2 separate regions of the Urocitellus parryii genome follow, and region 2 is linked to region 1. Evidence: chromatin contacts called from public Hi-C data. All regions are on one chromosome and are shown on one strand. Each heading gives the region's core, a stretch centred on a gene start, on an enhancer-like site or on the middle of the called end of the contact. The rest is flanking DNA. Distances are from core to core; before and after follow the strand shown.

Region 1 (4,458 bases), core at 326-2,825:
AGGAGACAAAAAGGGGTGGACAGAAGAAGCTTTTCAGTTCTTAAAGATTCTTTGATGTAAACTCTTTAACAGTTCATCTGGGCTTGTCCACTCCTTTTTTTATTCCAGGCCAAATTTCTGCAGTTTCCCTGAGATTTTTCTGTTGAAGCGCTAGGCAGTTTACCCAGCTTTCCACTTTTCTTCTCGAGATGCGTACGGAGGCCTGCGAACTCACTACCGGCAAAAGTCCAGTGAACTGGGAGAGGCGGCGTCGCCTCCTCCATGCTCCTCCAGCTCCATTCAATTTGGCTATTTACTCTTGGCTCTGGCTTTTTTCTGCCCGCACTGGCTGTTCCAGAAGCGCCAGGCTGGCGGTCCTTGGCTCGCCTGTAGCTTTGCGGGGTGGAGGAGCGACGGCCGAGGAGCGGAGCGCGGGTGGCCTGTGGGCCGCCGGCACAGCTCCGGGACCCTGGGTACAGGGAAGAGCAGGAGCAGGCAGCCTGCAGGGGCCTAGGCCGGGCTTCGGGGAAGTGTAGCGCGCGCGACGGGCCCCGGAACCTAGGGCTTTGGGGGATGGTGCAGGTGCTGTAGCTCAGAGCGCCGCCACCTGGGTGGCCTCTGGCTTTTACCCAAGCCTTTTCCTCCAAGCAGCCCTCCCGAGCGTCGCCTGTGTGCTTGCAGTCAAGCTCCAGGGGCCAAGCCGGGGATGGCGGCGGCGTAACCGGGGCTGGGAAGAAGGGGAGCCGGAGGACAACGGGCTGCCGCAGCGCCGGAAAGCAATGGGGCAGCCGGAGGGGCAGCGACATCTGCGGGTCAAGGAGCGGCCGACCAACTCTGCGTGGTCGCGAGGCTGAGCGGGGGCTGCCCGAGGACACCGGAGCGATGAGGCTAGGCGGGCCGCACTTCCCTAGGGCGACCGGCGGGAGGAGCAGCGACGCCCCTTGCCCCGCGCCCCTGGCTACGCGCTCACACCCGCCCCAGGTCTCAAAACTCGGTGCTGTCCGTGGATCTTGGGCTTGGGTTTGTCCGGTCACCTCGAGCGACTCGGAGAACCCGGCTTTCCCATTAGGAACGGAGATTACGCTTTGTCCCTGGCTTTTAGAAAGTTAGTTCAACACTTTGGATCATCAATCCTAAGAAGGAAAAATAAAGACATCGTGGTCTGCCTCTGAATGGATCGGTGTCGGAGGATTCCCGAAAGTAGAGAGAACCAGTTTTAGCCGGCGCGGCGAGCGCTGACCACTGACACTTCAGCCCCGGAAAGGGTTAATTGCATCCTGCCGGGTCGGTTTACATGTAAATAGAGAGCAGCTGCTCCGCGCGGGCTCCGACTGGCTCTTATAAGTTTTTGATTGGTTGCCAATGACATCACCTCCCGTGTTATAACACAGAGGACCCGAAGCGGCGTCGGATCAACCCTCCTTAAAGGGACGAGGCCACGCCTTCAGCTCCTCCCCCTCGGTTGCCCATTGGCTGTGGGTCTCTGTGAGGTAGCGGTCGTCTTTCTCCGGATTCTTATTGGCCCAACGCGCCGTCGTTCGAAGGCCGGCCTGCCCCCTCAGAACCTTACATTTACAGTGTAGCAAAAGAGAAAGTAACTATGTTGCTGCTGGAGATCAATGAAGCCAAGTGAATGGGGGCTGAATGTGCCAGTCCTTAGCTGAAGCCGAGCGCCAGATGGTGGAGGGCTACACTTATTTATGAAGTAAGTGGAAGTCACCGCAGTTGCTACTCGGAGCCCAGGAGTGGAGGTGGAGGATTGTAAAGCGGTGCGTGTTTATGTGCGTGCGCGCGTGTTTGTGTGTGTGTGCGTGTGTGTGTATGTGTGTGTATGAGAGAGAGATAGAGAGATAGAGAGAGGAGAGAGAAAGAAACGGAGACAGAGATGTGATGCTGACGGAGGAGCCACAGCAGGTAAGATTATAAGGTTCGGGCTGTTGGCTCCCGTTGCCCTGTGCGTTTTACTCTCTGCAGTCTACTTGGATTTGGGGTGAAGCAAAAATGAGGTTTGTTGAGATGCTTTGCGGCAGTTTTAAATGCCCGGGGCTTGTGAGTGCGCTGTATGGCTAGGGAAGGGGATGATTAGTGCCTCTAGGAGTGGGAAAGGAGCATTCTCTAACCACTTAATTTTCTCTCCAGCCCCTGCCCAGTGGTGGAAGGGAGACTAACAAGGGAGAGGGGATAGCTCAGTATTTCTCCAAGAGATTTCCTGGGCCAGACTGAATGGTTTCACAGGCACTATACACGCCCGACCCTCTGCTGCAGAGATGCAGATTTCCCTATACACTCAGTGCGTGTGTGCGAGCCACGCACTTTGGTGAAGGTGGGGGGTCCCCGCGTGTGTCCCTTTGAACGTTTCTTGTGTCCCTCTCAAAAGAAGTGGACTGCTGATCCTGGACTACCCTACTAGGTAACAAAATAGCAAAGACTTTTACCGCTCGGTCCATCTGGGAAACAGTTACAGTTTCTGGAATAGTACTCGCTCTTAAAAAAAAAAAATACTACGCAAGGGAAGAGGGAGGGAAGGGAGTGGAGGAGGTTGGAGGTTGGAGGTTGGAGGTTGGATCCTTTGCTCCCATCCAAAGGTGGGTGAGAGAAACCTGAGTCTATAAGGATATGCTGGCTGGCCGGCATGGTGGGTATTGCTCCTGTTCCTGCGTGTGTGGATTCTGCCTGTGACACTTTGGCTCTGTGTCAGAGAATGGTGAAGATTGTGTGTGGACGAATGATAGATGGCATTTTTCCAGGCAGCTCTTAAAGTTCGTTTTAAGTGAGCAGCTTGGGATTTGGTTTCTTTGCTGTATGCATGTCTACTAGAAAGAGAGAAGCCAGAAGGGCTGTGTTGTACAGTGACCCTGTGCCTCAAGGGAGGAAGGAACTGTCCCTTTTCAGGCACCTTCTGAAGTAGACCCAGTGGGAAACACTTCCCAATTAGCCTGTCTCTGTTGAAGAGGGAATTGAAGTCCTCTATATGGAAGCCATACTCTCACCAAAAGGGGGGGGGGGTATCCGTTTGGGATTGAAATTGATATAAATCAGCTGCTCCAAGTGAGAGAAGCTCTAGGATACAAAGCCTGTGCCAATGCAGGAGATGAAGAGGGAAGGAGACTCCAAGGGGTCCTTTTCTCAGAGGAAAGAGTGAGGCGAATGTGGGCAGGGAAGCAATGGTGATGGATCTGCTAGGGCTGAGGTTTAGAGACTTGGCTTTCTGGCTTGAGACTTCGTTTTAGGACACCAGTTTGTAGTAAAAGGGGGAAATGCAGACTGATTAATAAGAGGCTAACAGGAAACATGTGGGGTTTTAATATGGCTATGTTGTGCTTTTCAAAGGACCTAATAGAATGGAAAGCAAGAATAGCTCCTAGTTAAAGAGACACTTACGGGGATAATTTCATTCTGATTTGCAGAAGGCTGACATCCGCCCTGATGTATATTTAGATGCTGTATATTTCTGTGAGCCATGCCAATGCTCTTGGTCATCTCTTTGCCTTTGCAGTGGGTGAAGGAATTAAATGGAAAGCATGCAAGGGTGAACAGATGAGTTTTTTTCTCAGTCGCAGTATACTTCTGCCCAGGAGATGAGGCCCAGAATAGATGCCTCTTAAAAACCTTTCTTTCTGTCTTTAGCTTTTCTAATTCTTTGTGCTTTTACCTTCTCTAAGGCTGAACTTTGATGTAGTCAGGAAAAGGTTGTTCATTAACATTTCCAGTATTAAGGCTAATATAACCTTACACTCAGCAACCAAATAGACGGGGACCTCAGGTTTGCATCCTCTTTGAATTTATCTAAATGGGTTTGGAGCTTTGATAGTGGGATATAAAAGGGCACCTAGGACAACTTTGCTCAGAAATATGCAAAGACCTTCCCTCGGGATTGGATGAGACTGCCTTTTGTGTCATATGACTTTATTCTTTCTTTCCCCCTTCCCCTTCTTTACAGACTCTTGAGTTCTTCTTGAATTGCCAGTTTTCAGCCTCCTCATGCCTCCGTCTCCTTTAGACGACAGGGTAGTAGTGGCACTATCTAGGCCCGTCCGACCTCAGGATCTCAACCTTTGTTTAGACTCTAGCTATCTTGGCTCTGCCACCCCAGGCAGCAATAGACACCGTCCTGTCATCGCCACCACAGTTGTGTCCCTCAAGGCTGCGAATCTGACGTATATGCCCTCATCCAGCGGCTCTGCCCGCTCCCTGAATTGTGGATGCAGCAGTGCCAGCTGCTGCACTGTGGCAACCTACGACAAGGACAATCAGGCCCAAACCCAAGCCATTGCTGCTGGCACTGCCACCACCGCCATTGGAACCTCTACCACCTGCCCTGCTAACCAGATGGTCAACAACAATGAGAATACAGGCTCTTTAAGTCCATCAGGTGGGGTGGGCAGCCCTGTGTCAGGGACCCCCAAGCAGCTAGCCAGCATCAAAATAATCTACCCCAATGACCTGGCAAAGAAGATGACCAAATGCAGCAAGAGTCAC
Region 2 (4,405 bases), core at 1,181-3,680, 750 kb after region 1:
CCTCTGCAGGTTGGAAAAAACTGCGCGCGACCAAGACCGCTTCCTCTTGTATGTCTGTGGCATGGTGTCCTTAGTGAGCACAGCATAGGGACCTACCACGGAGTTGGAGCAGAAGGTAAGAGAGGGAAGAGAGACAACTGCAGGCCTGTCTCACTGGGCTGCTTAAAAGTGTTTTGTATTAACAGTTGGCTCCACACTCACTGAATGGCCTTTCCTAAGGAGGAATTTCACAGCTCTTAGAATGATAGTCAGAAAGCTTAAAGCAAGGGTGGAGTGGGAAAGCCAAGTAGCTTGTCAATCAACTCCAAGAAAAAAATAATCCTAATATTTGGGCATGCAAAGAGTAGATTAAAACATCCCTGAGACATCAAGGATCTAGGGATGGCACCCCTAAATTTTACTTTGTGTATGTACTCCCTCATGTGCCGACGCATTCAAAACCTCTTAAAAGCAGGAGTGTTTGAAGTTACCCCCCAAATGTGTGTATTTTAATAAGCAACATCTTTTGAGGCTTCATTCACAAATCTATCCTTAAAAAAAAAAAAAAAAAAAAAAAACTAGGGAAAACCCCCACCCAATGACCGGCCATTGCACACACTTTCTTGCCCCCCCCATCCCCTTTCCCTCCATTCTCTTCCACTCTCAGCTGTCTAAAGCAAGCGCTAGCTCTAGCTTGAGGAGAAATCTTCCTCATTTCTTTCTCCAGACTTGGTAGCCTCTCCCACCCCAATTAAAGAATTGCAACACTGTGTCTGCCACTTGAGGAATCAGTCCTGAGATTTCTGACAGTCACATGTCCTGCTGCTTGGGCCATAATTCGAATGTTTTTGGTACCTGGAAATGTGTCTTGGAATTGATGCTGAACTGAATTTCTTGGGTTGGAGCTTAAGGGACTGAGGATGGCAGAAGCCTCATTAATAGGATCTAGAGATGCGAAGAACTGGCCAGCGGAGGGTTGCAGGCCTGGAAGGTGCACTCCTGCAGGTCGTCCACCAGTTAGCAGGGATGTGAGATCTGGGAACAAGGAAAATAGTTGGTTACATAGGCAAATGCACACTCTTCAGAGATTTGTTCCTGTTCTTCCCCACACCCTGGATTCACTGGAGCAAGTCCAGAGAGACCCCTCTCTCCATGAGGAAACCTTCCCTCCCCACCACAGTCCCCAAAGAGCAATGCTGGGAATGTTACTGTGTGTCCCTCATGTCCACACCCACATATATGGCTTTCCATGAAAACAGCCTTAAGGAAGTCACATTCAGGAGACTTCCAGGAATTTTACAGACCCCAAATCTCCATCCCCACTCAGCTGTCTACCCTCAAGGGTCAATTTTATTTATCTACATTGCTTGGGTAGAATATTATGAGAAATCAGATAAATGAATTTGTGTGTGTGTGTGTGTGTGTGTGTGTGTGTGTGTTGCTGGGGATGAAATCAGATAAATGGAGAGGAAAGCTGTTCCCCAACAAGGCTCTCCTAGACAGAAAAAAATATATAGTTCTCTCTCTAAATACGGTTCATAAGACAAAGTATAGTAATTTTTGCAAACATTTACACCGACCGTTATATGAATATTCATTCTGTATCTTGTGATTTTGAAGCATCCCAGGCATATTTTTTTTAACCAGAGAGTAGGTGAGTTTTAGACTTAATGTTCTGTAATTTTCTTATGATTCGTTTTCTTCTCCCCTATTTTACTGAGTGGTCCTTAATTATAAACACACTGAACCGCACCTCCTCCAAAACTGGCCTGAGGCCTTGGGAGTGGGACAAGGTTGTGATCATGGAGGCCTGAAGTCTTCCACCAAAGACCTACCTCTCAGGGTGTTGCCTTCTTTGACTTTGGGGTCAAATTCTGCAGACAAAATACGGTCAATTCCAAATTTGAGGTCTTTGCTGGAGGGAGCCGGTGTCAAGCCGCTAGGGTGCGGGATCACACGGGTCCCCGAGGCCGAGGTCTGCAGGGAGCCGGCCCGGGTAGGAGGTGCGGGCTGTTGCTGTTGCGGCGGTTGCTGAGGTTGTTGCTGAGGTTGTTGCTGCTGCTGCTGCTGCTGTTGTGGGTGATGGTGGTGGTAGGCAGCTGAAAGTGGAGACAGCCTCTGCGGGAAGCCAGCCGGGACTTCGGAGGGCGCCACCACCGGGGTGGGACGGAGCGGGGATCTGGCGGCAGCTTGAAAGGAGGCGTGCGGGTGAACCGAGCCCAAGTGCGCGGTTAGGGCGGCAGCTGAAGCCCCCACCAGTCCCTCTGGAGCCGTCCCTGGATCCCCCACGCCGGCGTGTAGGATGTCTGCGATGCAGAAGGAGGGTTTCTTGACGGCGGCAGGGTCCAGGGGGAAGGAGCAGCCACCCGGGCCGGCCGAGGAGCAGTAGGCGGCCGACCAGAGGCTAAAATTGGAGGCATAAAAAGGAGCCAGCCCGGCCGCGAACATACTGGCCGGGTGAGCCGCGCGGCGGCCGCTGTCGGGCCTGACCCAGGGAGTGGGTGAATGGGTGGGTGCGCGGGGAGGGGCGGCGGCCCCGGGGAGGACGATCCGCTTTCGCTTCTCCGCCCGCCCTGAAGAAGAGAGGCCGGGAGCCCTAGCGCCTCGGACGGAGGAGGCGGGGGCCAGATTTTGGCCGGTCACCGTCTCGGCCCCGGGTCTTATGTCAAAGGCGGCGCGGCGCCGGCGCTCCTCGCGGGACAGAGGCGAACACTGAGCGCTGGAGCCACTACTAGGCGGGAGGGGACCGCGGCTCGGTACACGCGGGAGAAGCCGGGAGACAGGGGCCGGTGACCGAAAGAAAAACCCGAACAGCTAAGCCTAAGAGCTAAATTTAAAACAACAAAAATAATCCGTTAGTTTAAAAAAAAAAACCGTATTAAGAGGAGGAGGGGGGGGAAACAACAAAAAAAAAATCTCCTCTCTAAAAACTCCCCAAGTTTTGGCAGGAGCTTTCGAGTCAGACCCGGGGTAGGACCTCGATCCAAGAGCTCATTGGCTCTCCCCGTAACCAATGGGATACAGGCGTGGAAGGGAATTGGGAAAGAGGGGGCGTGGCCCGACCTCAGCCACGCCCCCGGCCACGCCAAAGTGTTTTCAGCGGCCGCGTGGGCTGTGCAGGGTCCTGCGAGTCCCTCAGCTGCGTAGAGGCTGGGCGGCGGCTCCAGCGGCAACTAATTTTAACTTCTGCAGCTCTGACCGCCACCGGGCGAGGAGAGTTGATAACTGGAGCGCTCGACCGCCGGCCCAGAAGGGGGAGAGCTGGTTCTCCTGCACTTTATCCGGTGCACAGTGTGTCTCCCGGTGGAGAACCGCGAGAACTGGCGGTCCCTTGGATTCCCTCCCCCCCCCCTTTTTTTTCCCTCACTCTTGTCGGATTTTTCCTTCACTTTGTTTTTATCCCAACAGCCATCTTTCCTGGGCCTCTGCCTGGATACTGCGGCTCTGAGTCGTGGCCCAACTCACCAAAGTGTCCGCCTCGCTGCCTCCGGGGAGTCCTCAGAGAAACCAGGAGGAGGGGAGGCCGCGAATTAGTTTTATTTTGAACTGTCACACGAATGACAACTTGAACTAGTGACTTTTCAAACAAAATAAGATGGATGGCTCCGAACGACTCCCTAAGACACAGCAACGCTTCCCCGGAGCCTGAGACAACAGCCGACCTCCGAAACCCGGGAGTACAGCAAGCATGTCCCCTCCTCTGCTGTACCTTGTAGGAAATGCCACCCTCCCTTCACCGCCACATCCTCGGGTCACGTGGGGTGTGTTGTTTTGCAAGTGCCCTCCTGAGCAGATTTCCTTGGGGTTAAATTCTACTTTCAATTCAGTGACAGTTTCTCCCAAGATCCCCTTTGGCCTGGTCGCAGGAGGAGCTGCAGTGGTGGCCAACGCCTTTGATTCGTGCTTTGGGTCTTAGAACGCAGGGTGGGTAGAAGTAGGGGGAGGGTTTCTGCAACATCAACATCTCTATTTTAAGAATTCGTTCTCGTTTAAATTATAGTCAGAATGGATTTCCCCACCCCTCTCCCAAACAAACCACAGGCCACCCAGATGAGCTGTTCTTGCACATTTTCAGGAAGAAAATAAAATAATAACAATAATGAAACCACGAAATCTTTTGTTTTCGATTGTCCTAATAAACATCTCCTAACAAAAGTTCTTCGGCATTTTTATTTTCCTTAAACACAAAGTGAAGCCCCAAATACAAGTGAACTTGCCATTCCTATCTCAAATTCAGGATTTGCGTGGTCTTATTAATTTCTAGTGGCTTCTACCCCTTGTCACAGAGGCTGTCATTTCAAGCTTTAGACTTTCTCCTGAAAAGTAATCAATAACTAATCACTTGCTATCTAACACACTAACATTCATTTCATATTTCTTTCACTTTTTCTTCCTCTCCCCTCCCCTCTTCACTCTCTTATTAAAG

Evidence for each region. Hi-C and Micro-C count contacts between places; a contact is called where the count stands out from the background.
Region 2: a Hi-C map of muscle shows a contact between it and region 1, with 5 times the contacts expected there. The contact joins the promoter of Hlx here to the promoter of Dusp10 in region 1. A contact is called at or near these places in 2 of 2 Hi-C or Micro-C datasets (liver and muscle).

What each region holds. Positions count from the first base shown.
Region 1 is chr9:98,175,072-98,179,529 of mUroPar1.hap1, forward strand. Dusp10 (dual specificity phosphatase 10) reads left to right here and starts at 1,576. Exons shown (of 4, transcript XM_026387985.2): 1 at 1,576-1,684; 2 at 3,920-4,458. The coding sequence starts at 3,961. LOC113182182 reads right to left here and starts at 1,434. Exons shown (of 1, transcript XM_026387988.2): 1 at 1-1,434. The coding sequence starts at 785. The coding sequence ends at 66.
Region 2 is chr9:98,919,935-98,924,339 of mUroPar1.hap1, forward strand. Hlx (H2.0 like homeobox) reads right to left here and starts at 2,431. Exons shown (of 4, transcript XM_026387982.2): 1 at 1,815-2,431; 2 at 835-1,014; 3 at 1-92. The coding sequence starts at 2,427.